5 separate regions of the Mus musculus genome follow, and all the other regions are linked to region 3. A link is a contact called in public HiChIP or PLAC-seq, Micro-C and promoter capture Hi-C data. All regions are on one chromosome and are shown on one strand. The core of a region is the stretch at or near the end of the contact, and the rest is flanking DNA. Distances in the headings are between cores, read along the strand shown.

The links. Promoter capture Hi-C pulls out the DNA fragments that hold promoters and counts their contacts. A called contact is a pair of places that touch in the nucleus more often than the background predicts. HiChIP or PLAC-seq counts read pairs in DNA pulled down with a chosen protein or histone mark.
Region 1: a Micro-C map of embryonic stem cells shows a contact between it and region 3, with 5 times the contacts expected there. The contact joins the promoter of Chn2 here to the promoter of Plekha8 in region 3. A contact is called at or near these places in 2 of 39 promoter capture datasets (both in liver), 1 of 484 Hi-C or Micro-C datasets (embryonic stem cells) and 1 of 115 datasets of contacts at active chromatin or transcription factors (pancreatic cancer cells).
Region 2: a promoter capture Hi-C map of pre-B cells shows a contact between it and region 3. The contact joins the promoter of Mindy4 here to the promoter of Plekha8 in region 3. A contact is called at or near these places in 16 of 39 promoter capture datasets (the 3T3-L1 cell line, 3T3-L1-derived adipocytes, the C10 cell line and 11 more), 2 of 484 Hi-C or Micro-C datasets (muscle stem cells and reprogramming fibroblasts), 11 of 115 datasets of contacts at active chromatin or transcription factors (the NIH/3T3 cell line, astrocytes, craniofacial prominence and 6 more) and 4 of 9 other capture datasets (adipose tissue, liver, macrophages and 1 more).
Region 4: a contact with region 3 is called in a FOXA1 HiChIP or PLAC-seq map of pancreatic cancer cells. The contact joins the promoter of Aqp1 here to the promoter of Plekha8 in region 3. A contact is called at or near these places in 3 of 39 promoter capture datasets (embryonic stem cells, liver and neutrophils), 2 of 115 datasets of contacts at active chromatin or transcription factors (extraembryonic endoderm stem cells and pancreatic cancer cells) and 1 of 9 other capture datasets (liver).
Region 5: a contact with region 3 is called in a promoter capture Hi-C map of pre-B cells, with 6 times the contacts expected there. The contact joins the promoter of 6430584L05Rik here to the promoter of Plekha8 in region 3. A contact is called at or near these places in 7 of 39 promoter capture datasets (the 3T3-L1 cell line, hippocampal neurons, liver and 2 more), 1 of 15 datasets of contacts at CTCF or cohesin (large pre-B cells) and 1 of 9 other capture datasets (liver).

What each region holds. Positions count from the first base shown.
Region 1 is chr6:54,038,660-54,041,359 of GRCm38.p6, reverse strand. It overlaps Chn2 (chimerin 2), which reads right to left and starts at 1,428. Exons shown (of 13, transcript NM_001163640.1): 1 at 1,205-1,428. The coding sequence starts at 1,253.
Region 2 is chr6:55,202,119-55,204,823 of GRCm38.p6, reverse strand. It overlaps Mindy4 (MINDY lysine 48 deubiquitinase 4), which reads right to left and starts at 1,441. Exons shown (of 18, transcript NM_001142781.1): 1 at 1,255-1,441. The coding sequence starts at 1,317.
Region 3 is chr6:54,593,732-54,596,502 of GRCm38.p6, reverse strand. It overlaps Plekha8 (pleckstrin homology domain containing, family A (phosphoinositide binding specific) member 8), which reads right to left and starts at 1,392. Exons shown (of 14, transcript NM_001164361.1): 1 at 1,032-1,392. The coding sequence starts at 1,071. It also overlaps a transcript of Fkbp14 not described here.
Region 4 is chr6:55,334,932-55,337,631 of GRCm38.p6, reverse strand. Aqp1 (aquaporin 1) reads right to left here and starts at 1,333. Exons shown (of 4, transcript NM_007472.2): 1 at 758-1,333. The coding sequence starts at 1,141.
Region 5 is chr6:55,395,618-55,398,317 of GRCm38.p6, reverse strand. It overlaps 6430584L05Rik (RIKEN cDNA 6430584L05 gene), which reads right to left and starts at 1,431. Exons shown (of 4, transcript NR_046179.1): 1 at 1,345-1,431.

The DNA of each region.
Region 1 (2,700 bases), core at 179-2,678, 560 kb after region 3:
AAAATAGCATGTAGCTTTCAAGAGAACACCTACACTGGTCACAGTCACCTTGTGTCTACAATCTGATTAGTTACACATCCATAGCTATGATTCCTTTTAATGCCTGCCTTCCTGCCAGTGCTGCATCTCTTCTCCACTCCGGATTTAATTTTTGGAGAATAAATAAAAGGAACTCAATTGTGGACACCATACAGTAGTAACACACTGAGCATTCCCACCAGGACTTGAAGACTGTTGTCTTGGACCCTTGAGTTCTGTATACCATGCCAAATGTCTTACCAGCCATCCCTTCAGGGTTTCTTATTAAAGTTTTCAGTGACCAAAGGGGTAGTAGAACTGTACCTAATGCATCAGTCTGATTAGAAACCTGTCATGTTCAGAAACCAGAGGGGCTGCCTCCATTGATTCTTATGCATTCACATTCATTATCATTTTTTTCTGTTCAATTAGACCTGCTGATCAACCATAGAAAAGCTTGAAAGCCCTTCTTTCACCCAGCCACATTTAACACTGAAAAAAAAAGAAGCCTTGAAAGTAAAATTACAGCCCCCACCGCCCCCCTCCCGCGCGCACACATGTTCTCTGTGTCTGTCTCACAGTCTCTCTGTCTCTGTCTGTCCCTACACACACACACACACACACACACACACACACACACTCACACACACACACTAAACACGCCAGGAGTCAGAGGCTGGGCTCAACCTCCATTCCACTATCCCACTTCAGTCAGATGAGCAAGACACATTTTCGTCCTGGCTGCTCTCTCAAACCCATACCCCAAGCGAGTGTCTCCAAGGAGCTAATTTCTGAAACAAACAAAGAAATCCGAGTCTGCAAGGAGCTGGGGTTTGCACCCTTCTTTGGCTCTGAGTATCCAAGGTTTCTGGCACCAAGGCAGACAGGTCCCGAGCCCAGCTGTGCCCTCAGCTTCCCTGCGCCTTCTGCCCCTGTTCCAGCTGTGCAGAAAGTGCAAGGCTGCTGGCAGCTACTGCTCGCCAGGAGCCCCAGACTCCAGGTCCGCACGCCTAGGACACCACCGAGTCCCACCACTACACTGTCACCGCTCAGACGCAAAGGTGTTGACCACCTTAACAAGTGTCCCAGTGACGCTCGTGTCCCGCGCCACGCTCTCCTAGAGCGGGAGGGACGGCCACAGGTAGACTCTCCATCCCAGCACGGGCGCCCGCGCGCTGAAACTCACCAGAGGACACGGAGGAGCCGGACAGACTAGAGTTGCTGGATGCTGCCATCTCGGCGCCGCGCGTCACCGCTCTCTCAGTCCTGGTGCGGGCGGCGTCGCCGCTGCCCTCGGCCGGCTGCTCGCAGCCCGCGCGGCCCCCAGCCCATGGCAAAGTCCTGGGGACGCGCGGGAAGCACCGGCCTCCGGACTCTGCCTGTACTTCCTGCTCCGCCAGATGACGCGCTGCCGCCGCCGCTATTTATTCGTGCTCGCCGTCCCTCTCGGCGCCTGGGCGCACTCCGCTGCGGGCGTCGAGGTGGCAGGGGCACAGCGAGGCCAAGGCGGCCGGCCAGGAGGATGGGACCACCTCTCTCGGCGTCCCCGCTGTCCCCGCCGCGGGCCCGCTCCCTGCGCGCGACTGGAACCTGGGCGCCCTTCGGCTCCCGGCACTGACTCTAGGGATCCAGCCTCTCCCGCCGCCGCACTTCGAGCGGCCCGGGCAAAGGCGGGGGAGACAGATAGACAGCGACCTCCCCCTTCTCCCTCCTCCCCAACTCGGCTCGCGCGCGCACACAAAGGAAGGAGAGGAACGCCGGCGCTCCGGGCTGAATCCGCTCGGCCGGCTTGACAGCTCCTGCAACCCTGGCTGCAGGGGGAGGCTGCAGACCAAGGGGTGGAGACCATCAGGACTCGGAGCCTGCCCCGAGGTGTTGGGCACGCCGCCAGGGACGCGAGGCGGGCCGGGCAGCAGTGTACAGTGCTGCTTCCCGAATTAGAAGGGGATGGAGGGGTCGTAGGAGGAAGGTGGTGGGACTGGCAGCAAGCTCTAGGTTTGGATCAGCCACACAGCTCGGGGGAGGGGGTGCAGGGGTGGGGGTACTTCCAGAAGGAGAAGACAAGGTCTCTAAGGATTACGTGCGGGTTTGGAGCAGGCCAGGATGCCACCAAGGCTGGGAAGCGCCCTTCCCATCACCCTTTAATTTGTCCTTTGTTGGTCAGGAACCGAAGGTCCCTGCCCTGCCACAAGAAGCGTCTCCTAAAGCAGAGAGAGCTGATCTAGCTACACTTAAGTACCCCAGACACTGGCAGGGACAGTGCCCCCAAAGTCCACTATGCTTCTGAGACCGGTGCTAAAAGAAATAGAGACATCCCAAAGGTGGCATCGGTCTTACACAAAGAAAGTGGTTCTCTGCCCCTTGGTAGGATCTTCACAAAAGACTGACTCTGCAGCAGGTGCGACTGAATCCTTTAAGGATAAGGAATTGCCTAGGTGTACCGGAGAAAGGGACTGGAGCCGGTGTGTGCCATCCTCCTGTATTTAAACCTAAATTAATTTTACTGGAAGGAAATGTCATGCAGATATATATTTTTTAAAATCCGTTTCACGCTCCCAGCAGGGTAATCGGTTCTTTCATTCCTAAAGCTACAGAAAAACTGTGAAATTTGAACAGAAATTGTTAGATCAAAGGGAAAAAAAGCAAACATTAAAGGAATGAAAGTACTCTCATTATAGAGCA
Region 2 (2,705 bases), core at 192-2,691, 610 kb before region 3:
CAGGGCAAGGAGGCGTCAAGGTCCAGCCTGCTCACCCTCGGGCAAGTTTCTTTGCTGCCTTGTCCCATAACACTCTGATATGAAAAGGAATACTGTAAGTATACTTATCTTCCAGGATGGTTAGGGACATTTGAGAAGATCAATCACCATCTAGGAGGTACACACAGGGTGGCAAAGGCCTGTGGTGATCACAAGGTCTCTGTCCCAGAGCAGAAGCAGTGACGAAAGTAATTACAACTGTGCATGCTGGTATGCCCCCGTACTTCCGAATACAGGAGTCAGAGGCAGGAGAATCGAGAGTGTAAAGACAGTCTGGGCTACACAGAGAGTTTAAAGAGAACCTAGGCGCTGCCTGGGCATCACTAGTGCTCACTCATCAGACATGAGTGGACTGTAAAAGTTCCCGTTAGAGAGAAGATGAGGTAGTAACGTCAAACTTACATTTCAAACTAATAGCACATACCTAAACTTCCACCATCTGACCTCAAATCCTTTTCCTTTGTTCCATGCAAACACACACACACACACACACACACACACACACACACACACACACACACTCACACATACGCACGCACACACGCATGCATGTTTCAATCTCAAATTAGTGCCCCTTGGGCCAGCTCAATATGACATCATGTGGAAGCACAGATCCCTAGTGTATAGTCCTCAGCCCCTTTGTGTAAACTACAAGCCAGTGTGGGACTCCTGGAGTCTAGGAAGTGCCTTCCTCTCCTAGACCCCCATGGGGGACTCAAGAGCCTCCCTAACTTGTAAACACTTTGAAAACTCTTCTGGCAGTAAGAGAATTTACATAATTCCCCCCACAAAAGCTCATTCAGCAGCTAGAATTTCCATCATTGATTAAAATGATCAAAAGGACTGCCTGTCCAGAACTTTCCTTTAGAAAGTTCTTTTCTACAGACATGTCCTGTGCTCCTGGCTGGGAGAACTTGCTCCGCCCTGGACACCCTTGCCAATCTGGCACTGCTGTGACAGAGGGGACCAGGGGAGGGCAGCCAAGCAAGCGCAGGCCTGGCTTTGTGGACGTGCCCTTGCATTAGGGAGGGCTGGCTTCTGGGAAATGTAGTTTCCTTGTCCCGAGAAAGGGGCGCTCTTGGGGAAATCTCTGAGGCGAACAGAAGGCATGGAATGCTCCCCCCACCCTCGAAGGTGCAAAGATGCTAATGGAAACCACTGGTTGCCCCCCAACTTAAGAAGATACTAGTGGGTTTCGGAGTGTCCAGACATTACCTTTCTGCTAAGAAACTCCCTGACCAGGGAGGCGGCCACCTCCTCCACGTACAGACTGTCCATGCTGCTAGCGCTGCCCACGAGGCCACGCGGCCGCCTGCAGCCCCAGGCCCCTTAATCCGTTGGGCCCAGTAAAGCGGCGTTGCCGTGGCGACGGTGGCATCCGCGCCAGGAAGAACTCCTCCCCTTCCTGGGAAACAAGCGTTCTAGGAGGGCGGGAGAGAAGGGAGGGAGGAGCATCCTCCAAGCCGCTACTCTCTGCCAGTTGCTGTGCCAGCAGCTGAAGGCGGGACTTAGCCTATGAGTTCTGGGCGCCGAGTTGACTGACTCTGGTTTTTTGTGGTGGATGTCACTGGCCTAATCAAAGGTTCTATTTCTCCATACACAAAATGGGAAACACGCCCTACCCTGTGGTTCTTAAAGTCTGAACTGGCAGGGAAGCAGGGCCCTGACAGTCCACCCTCAGGATTGCAGTTACCTCCCGGGTTCACTTGAGACACAGACTTCAGTGTTCTGGCCTCTGTTATGGCAAGGGCGCTTAGACTCCAATTTCTGGCATCTAGAAACTGGAAGGATGGGAAACTGCCGAAGCCCAGGTCTTTGCCAGTCCCTTGGGTAGCACCTCAACTTTCTCCAGGACTGTACTTTGCCTGTTGCGTTGGTTTGCTGGGGCTGCTATAATAAAACGCCGCAGACTGTGGCTTCAACAACAAAGTTACTACCTTGCAATCCTGTATGTAGCCTGCAAGCTGGTGAACAGGTGGCACCAGGGCTTTTATGGCTCGAGTTCCCTCCCGTTGACATCTTCTTTCTGTGTCTTTACAGAGCCTCCCTCTAAATGTATCTGTGTGCTATTATTCATCTCTTCTTAGAACACTGAACACAGTTAAGTGTTCACCATAACAACCTCCTTTAATGTTACTGTACCTCCAGATAAGTCACATTCTAGATGCTACAAGGCATTAGGACCTCAACTTAGGAACGTTATGCTCTCAACTCAGCACATATCACCCACACTCCTACATACAAATTATTTTCTCTAAACTAATGTTTCTTATTTTTTTCTTAAAATTGTTTCCAGGCAGTGATACTCACAAAATCTTAGGTTTGTATGATTATTCAATTCTGAGAAACCTTAAAACATTTATAAAATTAGAAAGGTATGTTGTATGTAAGATTGTCTCACAGCCAACGGCACATGCACTGTGTCTGGAGACTTCATGGTCCGCTTTGGTGTCCTGAGGATGTCATTGTATTAGGACAGTTATAATTTCCAGGCATCCTCACCGTCTAACCCTCCAAGGAGGTCTCTGCAAACTCACCTTAGCTGCATGTGGGTAAAGTGAAGATAGCAATCAGGAACCTTGCCAGGGGACCTGCTATTTCAGATGTAAGGACACACTAGTAAATGTGTTATCATTTAAAGCGCAAGGCAGACTTTCTTACATAGA
Region 3 (2,771 bases), core at 143-2,642:
GTCAAGCCTTCTCTTAAACAACATGCTAATCGGCTTCCAGTATTCAAGGACCTGCAGGCCAGCTTTGAGTTCTTCCTGTATAACCTAATCTCTCTGCTGACATCAGTGGAGATCCTTGAAGTGAAGGCCAGGTCTTAAGGAAAACCTTCTCATCAGACCCTCGGGTAGAGATTTTAAAAAAAATGAATTAACTGTGCTAACTACTATACTACTTGGAGATTCCAGGTACATGCTGACAGGTGTACTTCTGCCTGTACTGGGCTGTGACTTCCTCAAAGTTACTCTGCCAGATCTTCACAAGCCATACACACCTGTCCTTACTACAGAACTGCCCCACCAAAGGATGGGGAAACCCTAGCTCTAGTTGGTAAGATTTCTAGTTTCTGCATCCCCACTGACACGTTAAATGTTAACCCATTTTCCCTAACAAAAAAGTTTAACTTTAAAACGCACCCAGCACTGTTCATATAGCATAGTACTTATAAAATACTGGCTGCTTGGATGAAAATAATGTTCGTTGAGAATCATCTTCAAAGCTGAGGAATAGTTCTAACTTCTGGATAGTTGGAAAGTGCTTCCAAGAGCTAGAAAGGGGGCAGGGTGCTATTTTAAGCCATTGTGCTGGGCAAGACAAGGACACCGTTGTTAATATCTGCATTCATTTTTATGACAGAGTTCTGAAACAAAAGAAATGTTCGGAGAGAAAAGGCCGATCGCCAGCGTACACTTCAGGGCTTAGGGCTGCGGTGCTAGAGTTCCACTACCTCGGTCGGCAGGGGGATGACCCTGAAGGTGCCTAGGGAGATCGACTGCGTGGAGACTCTGGAATCCAGGGGTTGGTGGCACTCGGCACCCTGCAGCTGGGCTGCGCGGCCCAAGCGAGGCCGCCCCCCACCCAATTCGCGAGATTGAGGTGGACCCCGCAGCGGACCCAGGCTGCCGGCTTCACCCGGTACCCAACTCTCCATCCGGGCCGCGAGCCGGCGGAGGGTGCCGCCTGGCGCACCGCACCCACGGAAGCCGGCACTCACCGCTCAGGTAGTTGGTCCACTTGTACAGCACGCCCTCCATGGCACCCGCGGGCCCCTCGTCGCCCCGGCCCGCCGCGGGGACGCCGGGCCGGCCTCACATCCTGGGCCCGGGGGCGGGGTCACCGCGACAGCCTGGGAGCACCAGCTCCGGGTCCCGGGGGCTGCGCCTGCGCCTGGCGCAGTCGGTGTGGACGCCGCAGAGCGGCCGCCAGAGAGAGGCGAGGGAGGCGCGGGAGGCGCGGCCCCTGTGGCGGCGGTCGCGGGCGCCTTCCTGCGGCCACTGAGCCCACAGCGCCCGCCCCGGCGCGCTCGCGCATGCTCACTGCGCTGTGCGCACGCTACCAAATCCACGCCAGGGTTTGGCCACTGCGCGGAGGGGCTGACCGGTGGGCGGGGCTCCGATGCGCACGCGGGTGGCAGGTCACCCATGGGGGTCTAGGCTCCAGGGATCCAGCTTTTAATGACAAGTTTGTCAGTGGAGGAGGATGCGGGCTGAGACCCGGAATCCTCGGATGAGGCTAGTCTGTAGTTTCCGGATGCACTTCTGTGTAAGGCGCTGTTCAAACTGCCGGCCTCTTGACTGGAAGCTTGGTCTCTGGACCGCAGACATTGACTTCACCTGGGCTTCTGTTAAAAAAAAAAAAAAAATCTCTCGGGGGTTCCAGACCTTTTGGATTAAAAATCGGCACTTTTACAAGCTCTCCAAGGGGAATTTCTAAGTACATGAAAGTATGAAAATGCACTGTTGTCAGGATTTTTATCCAAGAAAAGTGTCTATCACAGGTTAGATGGAAGGTGAATGTTGAGAAGAAGCACAACACAACCAAATGTTAGTGTTATAGAAATATGCTCTCAAGGGCTAAAGTGCAGGCATTTTTTCCCTTAGTGTAAGGTTGACAGGTTTAATAAATAATATATCACTTAGTTGGTTATTTGCCTGACTGCACACCTCAATGCCCTGTTTTTGTTGTTGTTTTGTTTGTGTTTTGTTGTTGTTTTAATCTCTTTTGGTGATTTCTAGTTTCTTCTCAGATTGCAGCAATGGACTACATCTGAAATGAGGGCAGCCGTTTAGAACTTTAAGCTGTATAATTGTTAAAACAAGTGCTCTCTCTCTCTCTCTCTCTCTCTCTCTCTCTCTCTCCGTCCTTAAGTATTATCTACTCACCACCAAGGTCACATAAGTGACGAATTATTAGCAGTCACTCATTGACAGCGATGTTTGTAGAATGAAATCAAGCCAAGTCTTAAGGTGGAGTGCCAATTCTTTTCGGCCAAGTGAACTTAAGCAGGGCACTAACTTCTAACCTAATTTTTTTTTTAAACTAGCTTCTCTCCGGGCTAGTTTTTTGCAACTTGATGCAGGCTAGAGTAATTTGGAACGAGGATCTCCGAACCATAAGATTTACCTGTAGGCAAGTCTCTACTGCTTTTTCTTAAATACTGATTGATGTGGAAGGGTCCAGTTCACTGAGAGTGGTGCCACCCTTGGTCAGGTGATCCTAGGTGCTATTAAAAAAAAAAAAAAAAAGCAGGCTGAGCAAGCCAGTAAGCAGCACTCCTCTATGGCCTCTCTACATCAGCTCTTGCTTCCTGATTACTGTTTTGAGTTCCTACCCTGCCTTCCCTGGATAATGGACTATGATATAGAAGTGTAATAGGTAAAAATCCTTTCCTCCCCAACTTGCTATTAGTCATGATGCTTTAACCCAAGAATGGAAACCCTAAGACACTGTCTAA
Region 4 (2,700 bases), core at 84-2,583, 740 kb before region 3:
AACAACACAGCATCAACGTGAAAATAGCTTACACAAGTTCAGGACCCAAGCAGACACTCACACACCTTCGCTTCCACCTCCGCACACAACAAGCCAGCATGCCCCACGGTTCAGTGGCCAGGGACTGCTGAGCTGAGCCCTTCTCCTGAACTGGTATCTAGAAAACTCTCCCAAAGCTCCAGAGAGAGTATTGTTCTCTCAACTTTGTCTAATTATTGGGGGTAGAGGGAGGAAAGGGGGCTGTCTCCTGACTTTCTGAGGAAGTTGATTTGGGGACCTGGCTAAGGATTAGAAGCCGATTAGAAGCCCAGGCAACTTATCAAGAGAGTCACACTCAGACACTTGCAGAAGTGGCTTTAAACACACTGGGTAGCTGGAGAAAATGTACTCGGGACAGTAGGTAGAGGTTGCCTAGTGCACGGGACTGCAAAGGGGGAAGGTGACTGCTCAGGTAGCTCAGAAGAGGGGAGGAACTGCTGGCATGCACCTAGCTGCCCCTCCAGCTCATTCCTGGCAGTAGCTACTCTGCAGGGGACTTTGGCACAACCATATTGTCTAGCTCCTCCATTCTCACAGCACCAACCAGCAAAGAGACCATGCAGTACAACTGAGTTCTAGCCCCAGTTCTCAGCATGACTCCAGAAACCTTCATCCTTCTCTCTGTTCTTCAGTATCCCCCTTGTACAGTAGGCAAATGGAGCCAGCTCCCTCTCTGTCTTCTCCTACAGACACCCTAAGCCTAAGATACCCCACTCACGTCATTGCGGCCAAGTGAATTGTCGACTAGGGAGGAGGTGATGCCCGAGAGAATGGCCGTGGCGACGATGGCTCCCACACACTGGGCGATGATGTACATGACAGCCCGGAGGATGCTGATCTGACAGCTGAGCAGGAGCCCCAGTGTGACCGCAGGGTTGAGGTGAGCACCGCTGATGTGACCCACACTTTGGGCCAGAGTAGCGATGCTCAAACCAAAGGCCAGCGACACCTTCACGTTGTCCTGGACCAGCGTCTGGTTTCTCTCCAGTGGGTAATTGAAGCCTAGGGCAGAACCAATGCTGATGAAGACGAAGAGGGTCATGGCCAGGAACTCAGCCACCACAGCCCTCCAGAAGAGCTTCTTCTTGATTTCACTGGCCATGCTGGCAGGGACCTCGACTTAACCGCTGGATGCCTGGTGCTCAACTCCCTCCAAGAGCTGAGCCACAGCCTGGGCTGGGCCTATTTATAGGGCTGGGTGGGGGGAGCACAAAGGGAGGAAGGCCTCTCCTTGCTCCTGGCCCGCCCCACACCACACGAGCCTCCTCGCTGCGATGGATGCAGACAGGGCTCTGCTGTCTGCCTGCCAACTTTTTCCTTCCTCCTCTCCCCCTCCTGCCCTCCCTTGCTCCCTCCACCCGCCTCAGCCCTCGGCCCTGCCCAGCGTAAGGAGGCAGGAGGCAACCGTTGCTCTAATAGGCTTTGGGAAATTCTTCCAAGCTGGCTCTTCTCAGGGGGCCAGAGAAATCCAGGTGTCCCCGCCCAGCCTGCAAAGCTCAAGGGTGCCTGAGGGCAGAGGCTGGCACTCTAGAAGGGGTGGGGAATAGGGGTTGTCTGGACTCCCCAGACGGACATTGCCCTCCCTGGAGGTGGCACCAGAAATTGCCTGCCTGTCCCATCCCACTCTGAGCAGAGTTAGTAATCTGAAGTTCTCAGGCTGAGAAATCTGTGGGCCAGTCTGGCCTCCAATGTCCTGGCCTGGGCCAAGCAGCTGCATGTCACTTTGGGGATGTGTCCTCGCCCCCCGGGCCTCATTGATGGGAGTAGAGAAGCTTTCTGGGAGCCACCTATCATTCTTTAGACAATGGCAGACCTTAGCCAAGCAAGGTTGCTGGAAAACTCCCCCAATTCCTCAAACTTAAAACAATTTGAGGCCATGATTTGAGAGGGGGTGGGGAAGATAATGTTGCTTAGGCTTTTTTTTTTTCTCTAATAGATAAAGTAGCTAGCAGGTCACTGAAGAGATGGAAGGAATGACAGCTGGACCTGAAAAGGAGCGAATGGGAGACATGGGCTGGGGCTAAGAGACAGATGCAGTGATGGGATGATAGGCAGAGCAACAGGAAGCATTATCCGAGTGATGGTGGAAAGTGGAAGAGGTTTCCAGCCTTGCAGGAGACAGCGGCCAGGCTATGGATGTGCTCACGCATACAATATTCAACTGGGCACTGGATTCAGTCACTAGCATCACAGGAAAAAACAGCACGTCAGAAACAGGAAGAGACAAACGGAGCAGAGGAGACATAGGCCGGACAAGAATCTAGATAGAGAAAGAGGAGAGAGGAAGGTAAGGGAGACCAGAGGCACTTTCCAACACCAGGAGGGGTGGAGAGGAGGTGGGGGCAGACAAAGCACCCACCATGTTTCCTGTGTACCCCCAAAATCCCGAGTAAAGGACCAGAGAACTGGTCGGTCACTTGCCTACTGTTTGAGTGTGCTGGAAGGTATACCAGGCCCATAGGGAGGCTCTCTCTGTGGCCACAAGGTAGGACCTGTTATGATTGGTCCCTCTCTTTCCATCTTAGTCCTTATCAGAATCATTGGCTTCTTACCCATCAGAGGTGGAAAAACAACACTCACTGAGAAAGAAGAAATGTCTTTGAGTCTGACATCTGTCAAGATAGGGCCAAGCACCTTCTATCCTACAGAGAATGACATTGT
Region 5 (2,700 bases), core at 182-2,681, 800 kb before region 3:
CACACACCCTTCCGCATGTGCTCCCAGTGTGATGCATCCACCACGTGTTGAGGAACCTAGAGGTCCTCACCAAATCTGAGATGTCCCCATGTTCTTGGGCACCTAGAACTGTGAGTTAATCTCATGCCTGGTTTTTACGAATTACTCAACTTCAAGCATTTTGTCCTAGCAACACAAAACAGTTGAAGACAGACATCTGCTATGGATCATGACTAGGACCCACTCCATCTGTGGATATGGCTGTAAGTGAAGCAGAGGGAAGACTGGCCATATAAATGGAATGCTTCGATAATGTATAGCTGGTCCTTGCTGTATAGGACTTCCTGGCTGGCTAGCTCCAGAGCTGACACTTACTGCACGTTCACAGACATTCTGGACCATTTGAGAGGCTTGACACACAGTGCTCAGCCAAATGAGAGGACACTCTGCTTTTTTGTTCCAGGTGTCCTACTTTAAAAACAAATGTCACGTCAGGGAGGTGATAAGGTTTATTTTGTCCCTATTTGTTACATGGGCTGTGAAGGACAAGAGAGTCTCAGTTTAGGGTCTGCATGGAGTCTGATGCAGCATGATGTGACTTACACACGGAAAACTGTGACAAGAGGATGGGTTAGGACATCACCCTGGTTAGAATGATTTGGATGATCCTTATTGGTTGGCTGGAAGAACTGGGTGACCCTTTGTGGGACATCTTATAGGACAATCACAGACGCAAGCTTGAGCTTCAGGGAACTACTTGGTGGTGTCCCTATAGGAGGAATGCCTACTGAGCTTTCCCCGGGCCCCACACGGCATCTTTGCTCCCCATCCAACTACCTTCTACATGGAGTTTCCTGTGCTCTAGCACCACAGAGACTAGCTTTGAGCCTTCATATGCAGACATGATCATGGAGAGACACACAGAATTTTGCCTCTGCCTTCTTGCCAGCCCCTTTTTCCGACTTTCTCCTTTCAAGCCATCCCCACAGCTGCATTGACAGCTCGACCACCCATTTCACATGCCCTTCTTCTCCTGTGTCCCCCAGACAGGCCTAGGTCTGAAGATCTTATCCCTGACTGTAGCATCCCTGGGCACAGCCTGCCTGAGGGTGGCCAAACACAGATGGCTATGGAGCCCAGGCTCCATATTCCTCATTCCTATGGGCTTGAGTAAGGGGCTTCCAAGGGGGTGTAGGCAATGGGCAGAGCTGTGGCTTGGCCCATCTGGTCTGTGCTGAGCCCTTGATGAGGAAAAACTGGTTTCAGAGCTACCGCACAGCAAGGCTGCTGGCTGAGCCACTGAAGGCCTTCTGTGAGGACATGAGAAGCCCTCAAATTCCACCCAGACTGCTCCTGTCTGCTTACCTCACATCATGATATCCAAGGCCACTGGATGTCTGGGAGGGCCCTCTGTGAAGGCCATCTGTCCAGCAAGAGACCAGAGCTACACATACCAGAGCCACGCCCAGCAGAGCTGTGGACCATGCCGGTGCCATGGCGATGCCATCTCGGCCAGCCTTTCCCAGCCCGGTAACCATGGGAATGTACTCAGGGCTGCGGCTGCTTATGCAATGCCTCTGAGGGAGGGAGGCTCGCGGACCCACCTACTTGCTGCAGGGAAGCCAGAGCCCCAAAAGAATCTGTGAACACGTATGCTACCCACCTGCTTCTCCTCACTGAGAGGCAGGGAGAGCGCCACACATTCTCATCACGTATCATGTAACAACACACTACCTGGGTTAGAATGACCTCGAGGGGAAGAGAGGACAAGAAAGAGAAAGTAGGGGCAGGGGGAAATTCTAACTAGGAAGATGTTGGCTGTCTGCATGCAGAAAGGCTCCAGCCACTCTGGCAGCCCCAGGACCCAGATGTTTGTATTATTGAGGCAGCACAGCTGCTGTGTGTGCTATTCTGGTTTCATTGCCCTGAATCTGGGAACTGGAGCCTCCTAGAGGGAAGAATGGAGAGCTGAGATGAGCGTAAGCTTGCGAGCCAGCCAGAAAGAGCACTGTCCACAGGAAGAGGTTCATACACATGAGTGAGCCAATCAGAGCTGACTGAAAAAATAAATCCAACCCTGCTGCTTCTTGTTATGTTCCAACACCACATAAGGGCTCCAGGCGTGGGGCCTCTGGGAGCCCCTGAAGCCACAGGCTAAAGGCATCACAGGCTTCTAGACACAAGCTTCAAGACACAGGCTTCCTATAGCAATTGCAGCTCTCCCGGGTCCTCTCCATCCTGGCCCTATCTCTCTCTTTGCTATCCCTCCCATGTTGAGTCCCACCTCTTGAGATTCCTGGACCTCTGAAGGTGCCCCAGAGTTCAGGAGACTCTGGCCCAAGTTCTCCTAGTCCCTCAAGCCCCAACCTTCACCTTGGCTGACAGAAATGCCCAGACAAATGGTCAGTACCCTACTAGTCTTCTCTCTCCTTGTCTCCACAATGCCCCCAACTCCCCGCAGTCTCTTCTTTTGCTTTATCAGGACCCCAGGACCCAGCTGCATGCACAGAGCCTCCTCTCCTCCCAGGGTTCCTCCTCAGCTTGCTACTCCACCCTGACACTAAACCTCCCAGGTCCACGTCCCATTCAGTCTGCATCCTTCCCCTCAGCTCCATGCCCACTGCATATGCTCTCTTGCAAATAGAGCCAAGTCTCTTATGTCTTGTCTCCGAGAAAGGCTAACCCTGCCTTCTCTAGTTGAGGTTCCCAGATTATTAATAC